Linked DNA regions of Mus musculus: region 2 is linked to region 1. Evidence: chromatin contacts called from public HiCAR-type data. All regions are on one chromosome and are shown on one strand. Each heading gives the region's core, a stretch centred on a gene start, on an enhancer-like site or on the middle of the called end of the contact. The rest is flanking DNA. Distances are from core to core; before and after follow the strand shown.

Region 1 (6,074 bases), core at 1,289-3,788:
CTCTTCTGGATTTTGGGTTGTCTGGCTCCAGGCATACACCAAGTGGAAAATGACTTCCATGAAAGGACAATGTCCCCACAAGACAGGCACTTGTTTCAGATTTGAGGATCTGATACAGTCCTCTGTCTTCTTTCAGAATAATATGAACATTTGTTTTCCAATTTTCTTTTTAAAAAGTTATCCCACCAACCCACTGGATGCATGAAGGCTGACCATTTGAAGAGGTTTTTATTTTGTTTTGTGGCATCTCACACTGTAACCAGGACCACTCTCAGACTTGCTACATAGCTATGACGGGCCTTGAACTGCTTCCTGGTTGCCTGCATCTGTCTTTGCAAGTGCTGGGATTACAGGAGTGAGCCACCACACCTGACTTGTTTTCTAATTTGAGGAAGTTCTTTATAAACATTGTAAAATGAAGGCCTGGGAAGATAGGTGCACTTATGAAGTGCTTTGTGCACAGGCAAAAGAAGCTGAGTTCAACTCCCCAAACCCAATGTCCCAAAACCAGGCAAGGTGGGGTACAATGATCAATATGCTGGGGTGTCACAGACATGTGGTGTCTTGCTGGCCAGACAGCCTCGCCTAACTGGGCAGTTCTGAGCCAGTGAGAGACATTTGCTTAGCAATTAAGATGGATAGAATCTTAGGAATGGCATCTGAGATTGACATGTGTCTACATGCACACACACAGGCATCCCCTGACAAACCTACCCCAACTCGTATATACCCTTTGTCTTAGTTAAGCCCCTATCACTGTGACAAGTGTTCTATCACCATGACAACAAAGTATTGGGGAGAAAGGGATTTATTGCTGCTTACAGTTCCACAGCAGAGTTCCCCACTGAGGGAAGTCAGTGTAGGAATTCAACACAGGAGTCCAGAGGCAGGAGAAGATGGAAGGATGGAGGGATACTGCTTACTGGCTTGCTCTCATGGTTTTCTCAATTTGCTTTCTTATTGTACTCAGGACCACTAGCCTAGGGATGGCACCACTCACAGAGAATGAGACTCTTACATCAATTGCTAATCAAGCAAATACCCTCATAGGCCAATGTGGTATGGATTTATTCTCAACTGAGGCTCCCTCTTCCAAATGGCTCTAGCCTGTGTGACATTAATAACACACATGCCCCTGCACACACATATATGCACACACATGTGAACATACAGTGGACTAAAGATCTTGGCAATGGATAATGATAAGTAATGTGACTGGGTATATTACACGCAGAAGTACTTCAGTGAACAGGAGACTGACTCAAGAGGAATTTAGGGCAATTTCTGTCTTATCGTGAAACTCACTGAGGTTGCCCTGATCATTGCTGAAGTAGAATTGGTGGTGGTTTGCCCTTGTCTCAGAGAAGAATCTTGGGTTAGCTTGATTGAGTGAAGGCATGTCTGAGATAATTTTGGCCTTAACTTACTCAATATCCAATATGAGAGGTGGGTTCCAATACCTAAGCCAAGTTGGACCATGGGGTGAATGTTAATAATTCTGTCAGATTTCTTGCTTTCAGCAGTACTCTAGGCTGAGAATGGTGAGTAGAAAGAGAATCTCATGACACCAGTACCCTAGTAAAAGAGAAGAGCCTGTGCTCAGTGGATAATTAAAAATGTAGAGTAGAAGAACAGACAAAGGCCCACATCAGAAACTTAAGAGTTTAAGACAGGTTTGGTCTGTGATTGTGAAACTCTGAGACAGTAGGTATTTTATATCTCCCATGTATAACTAGATGCTTGGTAATGTAATGCTTTCTAATTTGACATTTTCTGACTAAAGAATCAGAAAGGGTGAATGTAGGGATGTGTGGATGTTGATAGAAATTGCCAGGAGGCTTTGTTGGGTCTGATAAATTCATCATGATTCCCAATGTAGCTTGGTATGCTTTCTGAACATACCAAGAGATGGATGGCAGAATCAGGGCCTTGCTTTCTGGACTGCAGTGTGTTTGTGACATGGACAGGTAGCACTTTGGAAATGTAACCAAACAATATGAACTATGTCAAGGTGGATTTAATTTCACAGAATAATAAGGCAAAAGAGACTTATTGCCAGTATCATACTATTCCAAATATAGGCATGCAGGAAAAGGCTGTCTCAAAAGGGGTCCTTGGGAGGATATGGAGTCCCATCAAACAAAACAGGGGCTGTAGTTTAACATGGATCTGGGCTTGGATCCCAGCTCTGCCAAACACTGACTATGCGATGATCATGGCCAATGACTTCACCTCCCTGAGCCCGACTGAAGTCACTAATAAAATATGGATGTGATCGCATTCTTGGAAGGGATATTGGGGGAATTAAATATTTGAACATAAATTAAACACCTAGGTGGTGCCTGAGATGTGGTGGGCCTCGGGAGTAGCAATTCCCATGGAATCCAGAAAGAACGGGGCAGGGGAGAGGCAACAGCTTGTAATGCCTTGCTGTGGGATGAGCTGGCCCTGCTGCCCTGGCCTTCACTCCTCCCTGAGGGATGCGATTCCTGCTGATGTAATGGGTTGGGCTAATGTCGTGCAGATCTGATGACAGGACACCCACACCCTATCACTCTGCCTGCCAAGAAAGAATGTAGCCACAGGAGTCTCCGCTGCACTGCCCACACCCCTCCACATTAACGCCCCCATGGAAATAGCCTTCCTTCTCGTCCTCTGGGAAAAATCAACACGAGTGCCTCGTGGCAGTCACGTTCTCAGTGAGGGAGTACAGCTACGGAGCTGGCAGTGGGCCTCTGTGCACCCCACCCCTCCCTCCTATTGTCCAGTTGACTAGCATTCCCATGTATCAGTCAGGACTCATGTGTGTGCTGACTGACTGGGGCCAAGGGGCCTTTTCCTATTGCGGGGACTCCCCTAATAAAGGAAGCTGCCATTGATCAGAGCCGTAGAATACTGAGCCCACCTTAAGTCTCAGGGGCCATGGGGGTAGTTTTAGGTTCTGTATCTTATCTTAAAGGATTATTTTAAATTCTCTTTCTACATTTTCCCTCGTGACCTTCTTTCTTTAGTTGAAGGCACTGATTCATACTTATGAGTGGACTGGATAACCGGATGCCACATGCTGCTGAGAATATGACCTGGCTGTGTGCTGGATGAAAGCAGTGAACAGGTTTGTGGTCCAGCCTGCCTAGTGAGCTCTAGACACTGAACACTTGCTTCAAACAGACTCTCCCTGGTAACCTTCTGTGCAGTCTCACGAGGTCTATGCCATCGCTCCCATTTCATAGATGTGGACAATGTGCCTGGGGTAGACTCATTAAGTGCGTCATTAAGACCCTGGAGTTAATGCCTTTTTTAAAGCTCCACTTTCTGTCACCGCTGTCTCATCATTCCGGAACTGTATATTTTATAAATGCATATACTTAAGTTTATGAGAACAAAGCAAAAGTTTACAGGAACACCAAAGGCATAGGTGAAGAAGGAGAGTGAATTGGCAAATATTTATCTTGAAATGTATATGTGTATGCCACATCTCATTTTATTACTTATATTATTCTAAATATCCTAAAAACTCGGTGAGATGCATGCTATGCTAAGATTTCCTCTAACTCACCAAGGAGGGATCTGACATACAAAGAGGTGAAGTGTGCATACATCGTATAACAAGGTGGTCCAGCATCTCTACTCTAGAGCTGTGTGGAGTTTTAATTCTAATGAGATCGGGCTGTGCCTTCTAAGGATTCCATGGGTTGTGGGGAGACCCGAGACCTATGGGAAGCCACAGGCACTCCTAAGTTATTTTTAGATAGAGCATCCACTATCAAGATAGTGATAACAAAGATTATTTCTAAGAAACATGAGAATGGATGGGCAATAAAGACAACTGGAGGGTTCAGGGAACAACAGCAGCAGAACCTTGGCCAGCAGGAGGGTGTCACACAGCCAGCTTTTAGCACTTTTAGAAGCATACTCTGGCCACTGTGGGGGTTTAGAGTGGAGGCAGAGTTGTAGGAAAGTGAGATTGAAGACCCCAGCCTTTGCTTTCTTCTCATAAACTTGATTGTATGCATTTATAAAATATCTATTTCCAGAATTTCTTATGTGCAAATGTCACATGGTTAGGATGGGACACCTGTAATGAAGGTTAGTTTGAGAGTGACAACTGAAGATGGATAGCAGTGACAGGAGGCATTAATGGACTTCTGGGCCAGAGTAGTTATACTGCCTGGCTCTTATATTCTCATATTAAAAACTAAAAATAATAAGTAATAATAGTAATGTAAGCAGTAATAAAAATAGTAAACTAGTAGGTCTCTGCTGAGATGTGAGAAAATCCAATTCATGTAGGAAGTGTTGCAAAAATGTTGGTTATCCCTAGCTTGAGTTGTTCAAGGAGTGATTACACATGAGTGCTAGTTATGAGCAGAGAGGGGCAGAGGAGAGAACTAAGCAGAAGTGGGATTGAGAGGGTCTTCAGACTAGGAATGGAGGAGAAAGAGGGATGTGAGGAGGAACCAAGTATCAGGAGAAAAGAAGAAAGGATGCGGAGACTGATGCAGGAAGGGGTACCACACGGAAGTAGACTCTGTAAGAGGCTTCTGCACAGCTCTAATCCTAGGAAAACATTTCCAAAGGCAAGAGAACAAGGCTTTGCCAGAGAAAGATGCACCTGTGCAATTGATAAATGTTTGCATTGCACCAGGTAAGTGGGTGGCCTGCTGATAAAGCAAGTCGTCTGCCCCAGCATTTTGAGGGTTATTTGTTTTTGTTCAATTATTGACATCAAATTTAAAACAGAAAGCAGATGAGAATTATTTTCCTTCATAAAAGTGTGTGGATAGTTATAACTTTCCATCAACTCCTCATGGCTGGTATCTAGAAACTTGGGTGTGTCTTTTGAATAATAGAATATGTTTATTTGATATGAATCAATGCCTGATATATGTGAGGCTATACCCAGAGGAGTTTTTTTTTTTTTTCTGACAGCTTCAATTTTATATCATTGTAACAATTCCTAGGCAGATGGTTGGTAAAACAGCTTACTTGATATAGCTAGGTATATGGACTTTTAATGTAACTTAACAAAAATCCAGAAAACTCATATTAAAATGTGTCCTGAGTTTTGAATTGGAGGAGGTAATACCTTTAGAATCTGTCTAGAAAGAACTTTGTAGAATTTACAGAAAAAAAAAAAACCAGCTTGTATATCTGTTGCTATCGTCTGAGACAGAATGCCTGGGTACAATGCAATGAACCCACTCACATAACTTTCTATTCTATGTAGGCACTGATATAAGCTTTTGTGAGATATAATTGACACACTATAAATCCCTCCCTATGAAGTATGTAGCCCAGTGTTATATCACTATACAACTATCAATACTATCTTAATTTTGTGTGATGGTTAGTCTTTCTTGTCAACTTGACTGAATTTAGATTATCATCAAAACACGACTCTGTAGGAGTGAGATCTTTTTCCAGGAAGCTTTTACTGAGAAAGGAGTCTCACTCTGAATGTGGTCAGTACTGTCCCCTGGGCTAGGTCACAGACAGAAGAAAAAGGAGAAAGTGCAGACACAATAAGAACAGTTGCCTCTTGTTCCAATGGCCATACCTTCCCTGCCATGATAGGCTGTACCCTCGAACTCTAAGCCAAGATAACCCTTTCTTTCAAGTATTTTGTCATAGCAATGAGAAAGGTTATTCAAGCAGTGAGTTAGCACCAAGGAATAGGGTTTGGGGTGGTAATCCTGACCTTGTGGTTCTTACACCTTTGCTTTGCAGGAGTATGGAGTTTGGAATTATGGGATAGAGAGACTCTACGATGCCGAAAGCAGAGCTTAATGTGCATTTTGGTGGGAATCTGGAAGACCAGAATGCTAAGGGAGGTGCAGACAGTGGAATCCCAGCACAGAAAGTTTTAGGGAGAACAGGTCCTCTATTGGGAACTTGACGATGAATACCTTGTGACCGTCAACCACACATGCCTGCTACTATACCTCTGTTGCCACAAGAGATGTTATCCCTTAACTGTGAGCCAATCAAATACGCAACACTGTGAGTCCTTCGTTCCTGTGCTGGCTAGTTTTATGTCAACCTGACACAAGATATAGTCCTCTGGAAGGAGACGG
Region 2 (6,074 bases), core at 3,318-5,817, 230 kb after region 1:
TATGTATATGTATGTGCATGTGTATATATGTGTGCGTGTGAAGTTTCTACAGTATTACATTTCCATATTACTTTTTCAAAAAGTTTTAAAATATTATTTATTTAAAATATATGAGTACACTGTAGCTGTCTGCACACACAAAGAGGACATCAGATCCTGTTACAGATGGTTGTGAGCAACCATGTAGTTGTTGGCACTTGAACTCAGGACTTACTGGAAGAGCCAGTAACCTCTTAGCCATCTCTCCAGCCTCTTTCAGAAAGCTTTTAAAGTCAGTTATTCTTCTCTATCTTTCTTCTTCTTCCCTGCCTCCACTTAAATCTTTCTGTTCCATATTTCCTTTCCTACCTATATCACTTGATTCTCTCTCCCTCTCCTAAGAGCCATCCCAATAGCTCCTTTCTCATTTCCTGACCTCTGTGGGTTTTCCAAATGAAACACACATATCTAAAGATTCAAAGTTAACATCATTATATGAGAAAAATATGTGACATTTGCCTTTCTGTGTCTGAGTTTCCTAGCTCAGAATGATAGTTTCCAGGTACATCTGTTTACATGAAATTTTCATAATTTCATTTTTCTTAATAGCTGAATAATGTACAATTATGTAAATAGGCAACATTTTAATTACCCACTCACCAGTGGGTAGACATCTAGAATATGTCCATTCTCTGGCTATTGTAAATAAAGCAGCAATAAATATGAACAGGCAAATACCTTTGTGATAGATTCCATTATACGATAGGCCCAGTCTTGCATCTCCCTACTTTAGGTGAGAAAAGGGAGATTTTAATTCCTCGACTCATCTTACAGAGGATCTGGGTTTAGTTACTAGCAACTCACAACTGACTATAATTTCATGTCCAAGAAACCTGACAACTTCTTCTGAATCCCTGGACCCCTGCATTCATATGCACATACCATCCACCACTGCATTCATATGCACATACCATCCACCCCTGCATTCATATGCACATACCATCCACCACTGCATTCATATGCACATACCATCCACCCCTGCATTCATATGCACATACCATCCACTCCTGCATTCATATGCACATACCATCCACCACTGCATTCATATGCACATACCATCCACCACTGCATTCATATGCACATACCATCCACCACTGCATTCATATGCACGTACCATCCACCCCTGCATTCATATGCACATACCATCCACCACTGCATTCATATGCACATACCATCCACCACTGCATTCATATGCACATACCATCCACCACTGCATTCATATGCACGTACCATCCACCCCTGCATTCATATGCACATACCATCCACCACTGCATTCATATGCACGTACCATCCACCACTGCATTCATATGCACATACCATCCACCACTGCATTCATATGCACATACCATCCACCACTGCATTCATATGCACAGACCATCCACCACTGCATTCATATGCACATACCATCCACCACTGCATTCATATGCACATACCATCCACCACTGCATTCATATGCACATACCATCCACCAACACATAGTTGAACATGAAATAAATCTTTTAAAAAATGGAGAATAATGCAGATAAACCAAGGAGGAATAGGTTTTGATTAGTGTCCTCGGAGAAATAGTGCGGCAGGCACGGTGGATAGTGTGAACTGGTGCGGACACACTGTGTGCCTTCACCTTTTGTGTGAACTGGCGTGAACACACTGTGTGCCTGGGCAAGTACCTTCACCTTTTGAAAACCATTTCTTCATTTGTGAAAAAGAAGGATAAGAATCGTACCAGACCTGACTTTAGAATTCAGTAAGATGGTATAGACTACCTCAGCACATGTTTGGAATTTAATAAGAACTGGTTATTCAGCTTCTGTTTTTATTATAATTATCATTTCACTTTTTTTAAAAAAAATTCTTTCCTGCTTCAGAAGTCTTACCATTTTCCTAATGTCACTGAAACCTATGGCTAGAAAGGTCCAGTGATAAGTACATGTCTGGTACACTCTGCCAGGACGGGAGTGGTGAAGCTCAGTGAGAGAGCACCTCCCTTAGGACATGTTTCGGGCTTGGTCTCTAGCATTGTAAAAAAATCATGTATATTTTATAATAATTAATGGGGAAAAGTTCCAATTAACCCAACTACCAAACAAAAAAAGCAATACCCCAAATAAGACGTACAAGGAGAATGAGTCTATTATGAAAAACAATCACTGTACAAGAGGTGAAGAGACTGGATCTGACTAGTAACAGTACTGACCAAATCTGCTACACGACTCATCTTGGGACTGGTTGGAACAGGGTCGACAAGCATAATGGATTGCTCTGCAGTGCATATAAATTGGCATCACTGGGGCCAGAGTTTCTACTGCCTTTTATCTGCTTCTAAGAACAGATCCAGGATGTTAGAGAGAATTGCAGGAAAAGGGTCCTGTTCTTAATGCATTTATTTGGTTACAGAAACACCAGATCATTTAGTAACTGCTATGAAGTAAGCTCTGACAGATTTTGATTGGCAGAGACTGGCCGTGTGGGCCTAGTTCATGGGAAATGTTCTGGGCCCCAACCCTGTGGCTGCTCAGGGCACCACCTCCATTCCTAAGAAGTCAAAGCATTGGAAATGACTGACAACTGCCCCCAATCCTGAGCTACAAGGCCTACCAGGAGTGTAACTGAGAAAGCTGGGAAAGGCACACATGCCCTGGGGGATTTGTACAATCCAGGCCACCTCTTCTGTCCTAGTCTTCACTTAGGAAGTAACAAAAGTCATACTTCAAAATCTTTTCCGCTCCAATGCTCTGTGAGATCATATTTGCAAGATGCATTGAAAATCGGAGGCTGGTTTTGTTCCTTCCCCCTGACTTTGAAATAACCGGGACAGTGTCTGGCCTCGTGGGTGTCTGTGATTCCCTGAGCCCCAGCAGCCACCCACCACTCCCTCTCTTCCTAAGTAGACACAAGCTGTCTCTCTGGAGGGATAGCTTGGCTCTGGCCCAATGCCTTCCCTATTCCACAAAGTTTGGATTTACTTAGAATAATAAAGGGACTTTCATAAACGTCTGTAACTTTGCTCTTAGGATTTTTTTCATTTGCTATCTGGAGTGTAAACTTCTCATCTCTCCTTTCTGTGACTCAAGGGTCCTGGATCTAATTAATATGATAGCTATTGTCGCAGACTCTGAAATGGTTGCCACACTTAAAACTATGTCTCAAGGACTGGAGAGGTGGCCCCAGAGAGGCAGGAGCTCTTGCTAAAAACAAATATCAGGACCTAGTTCAAATCTCCAGCACCCATAAACAGTGCACCTGTAACCCCAGCACAGTGTGGGGACAGAACAGAAAAGTAACTGGGGCTATCTGGCCACTAGAGTAAGTCCAGGTCCAGTGGGAAGCCCTGTTTCAAGAGAATATGGTGAATAACAACAGAGCAGAATTTAGCATCCTTCTCTGTCCTCCACATACACAAACACCACATACACACAGACAGACACACACACATGTGCATACATACATACATACATATGCACACATATGTATACATACATACATACATACACACACATACACATGTACACATATGTATACATACATACACACATACATATGTACACACATGCATACATACACACACATATGTACACACATGCATACATACATACACACATACATATGTCACATATGCATACATACATACACACATATGTACACGCATGCATACATACATACATAATACATGAAAATAAAAATGAAAATGTCTCAGAATGCCTGTACTCATCGATAGAGAACAACCTAGACGGGTTCTTCTCCCTGTCTCTGCTCTTTCTTAGAAAACAGCTCTTGGGCCCATGTGTAGACTACATTCCCCCAGCTACCCTAGGAACTCTCACAATGAGAAATGTCATAGATGTAACCACATCATGTCCATTAGTGAGGTTTACAGCTTTCTTTTTAATTTTGCTTCCTAACTGTAGAAACTGAGAGGTCTCTCTCTAGTGCCCATGGATAATTCTAACTTTATCACATTAGCCAGGTCTCAGGGGGGTGGGAACGAATAAAGCAGAGGCCTGTTGACATGAAGTTTATCTCCTGCTAATAAAAACCACGTATCACTGTGGAGGTGTGGGGGCTGTGCTTTAACTCCCTCTGAATGACAACCAGAAGTCAGGAAGGGGCCAAGGCATTGGGGACTCTCCTGGGTGGGATTTGGTTTGAAACGTCATATCTTTTAGTGCTTGCCAATCAAAAACACTTCACATTGTCTACATTAGAGGAGTTCCTTTCTTGGTGCTTTCAGACATAGGGGAAGGGGTACAGTGGTCGATGGAGAAAGAGAGTGGGCCTCTTCCTACCTTTCTCCTCAGGAGACCGCAGCCACAGGAACACAGGTGTTCATTCTCCCATCTTTCTAATTTGGTGATGCAGATTGGGCATCCTTGGCCTATGACAGTGACCACCATCACACGTTCTCAGTCAGGGCTCCCAGGACTCTCTTCTGACCCTCTTGCTGCCTCCCTTCCTCCTCACCCTCTGCCCTCCTCTTACTGGAAGAGCCTCCGGCATGACTCAACCCTGAGCCCTGCCCAGCTACGTGGTGTAGACTGTCCGTCAGAACTGATTCCCAGTGGAGGGCTTCAGCCCTGGCTGCTGGCTAAGCTCAGACGTTCCTGCCGTCTGCCTTCCTGACTTCTCCATCTGCATGTCGAATAGGCATCTCAAATTTAATATGCCCACAGCAGAACTCCTGACTCTCCAGACTCATCTGTGATGACACCTTTTTCATCAGAGTCATTATTTACGCACTGGATGAGGTCACAGCACAGAGTCACCCCTGATTTCTCTCTTTCCTCACACAGTGTTGGCTGGCTTTCTTGTCCCTGCTCAGTCTGGCTCTGTCCTCACCTAGGTTTCCGACTACCCACCCAGTATTAATTAGCTTCCATTGCTTCTCTTCAGACCATTACAAAAACCTCTCAACAGCTCCCCCAAGCTTAAGCTTTTTCTCTGTGACACAATAGTTTGTGAGATTTCCTTAAAATAAAATCAGGAGGGTAGAGAGAGAAAGAGATGCTAGTAACTAAGAGCACATGCTGGTCTTCTGCAGGACCTGGGTTTGGTTCCCATCACCCATACAGCAGCTCACAACCATCTGTAACGACCTCTCAAAGATCCAATACCTCTGTCCTCTGTAACCACCTACATCCACCTTCCATGAACATACCTTCACAAAACACACGCAAACACACATACATACATACGCACACATCACACATGTGTGCACACACATACACACTCATATACAAGCACATAGCAAAACAAGCAAACAGAAAAACCACACACATGCTCACACCAGGCTTTCCTGCCCTGCTGCCTCAAATACCTTCGTGTGGACATCCGGCTTGGGTTTCTGTGAGTTCATAACAGGTACAATAGGGCAAAACCACCTTTACCAACTAAAGCCTTTTGTGAGGTGACTTGAAGTTAGCCAAGAACCGGAAGGTGTCAGGTGAGTGTAATGAAATGGGAGACCGAGACAGAAACAGAAGAATCTGGATTTTGCTGAGGTTTGCCAAGCCGAGAGCTATCGGGTAACACCACACGCCTCTGTTAATGTAACAGAAACTGGAGAATTCACATGTAACAGCCCGGAGTGAATTCAGGGGCCTTCTAGGCTCAAAGCTAACTGACCTGCAGCTCCTGTCACCCCAACGCAGCTGTGACTCAGGGACATTGTGCAGCTTGGGATAGGTGCCCACACGCTATTTACACAGTGGCAACTTGCATTTGAAAAGGGAGAGGCTCTGGTTTGCCTTTGGAAGTCAAACCCAAGGATACCCCTCCCCCACCAAATGGCAAGGGCGACTTGCAAGCAGTTAGTATTTATTTACGAGAGTACACAGATCTTTAACGTGCCCCTTAAACGCGGTCCTTAAGGATGACCCTCACCTCTTCGTTCTCCACAGCATGAGCCCTAGCCCTCTGTCAGCATGTTGCTCTGAGTAAAGGGATATTAATGTTTCAGCACCTGTCAGAGGTGAAAGGGGCTCAGTGGCCCCTGCTATAGATGTCACAAGTAACAAACAAAAAGAGTATAAGTGACT

The links. HiCAR-type assays count read pairs that join an accessible place to other places.
Region 2: a HiCAR-type map of fibro-adipogenic progenitors shows a contact between it and region 1, with 3 times the contacts expected there. The contact joins two enhancer-like sites. A contact is called at or near these places in 3 of 39 promoter capture datasets (cranial neural crest, macrophages and pre-B cells), 4 of 484 Hi-C or Micro-C datasets (the C2C12 cell line, adipose-derived mesenchymal stem cells, brown adipocytes and 1 more), 3 of 115 datasets of contacts at active chromatin or transcription factors (embryonic basal ganglia, fibro-adipogenic progenitors and neural progenitor cells) and 3 of 9 other capture datasets (adipose tissue, liver and macrophages).

What each region holds. Positions count from the first base shown.
Region 1 is chr6:53,334,988-53,341,061 of GRCm38.p6, forward strand. All of the region lies in intron 1 of Creb5 (cAMP responsive element binding protein 5), which reads left to right. Among named protein-coding and RNA genes, the nearest start is that of Creb5, 51 kb to the left of the region's middle. Within about 2 kb of position 2,539, at least 47 of the 459 cell types and tissues checked have an H3K27ac peak or open chromatin away from gene starts, as enhancers often do. A contact at or near this core is called in the C2C12 cell line, adipose-derived mesenchymal stem cells, fibro-adipogenic progenitors and 1 more, where this site is marked.
Region 2 is chr6:53,558,229-53,564,302 of GRCm38.p6, forward strand. The region is part of intron 5 of Creb5 (cAMP responsive element binding protein 5); the gene reads left to right. Among named protein-coding and RNA genes, the nearest start is that of Gm33392, 32 kb to the right of the region's middle. Within about 2 kb of position 4,568, at least 27 of the 459 cell types and tissues checked have an H3K27ac peak or open chromatin away from gene starts, as enhancers often do. A contact at or near this core is called in the C2C12 cell line, adipose-derived mesenchymal stem cells, fibro-adipogenic progenitors and 1 more, where this site is marked.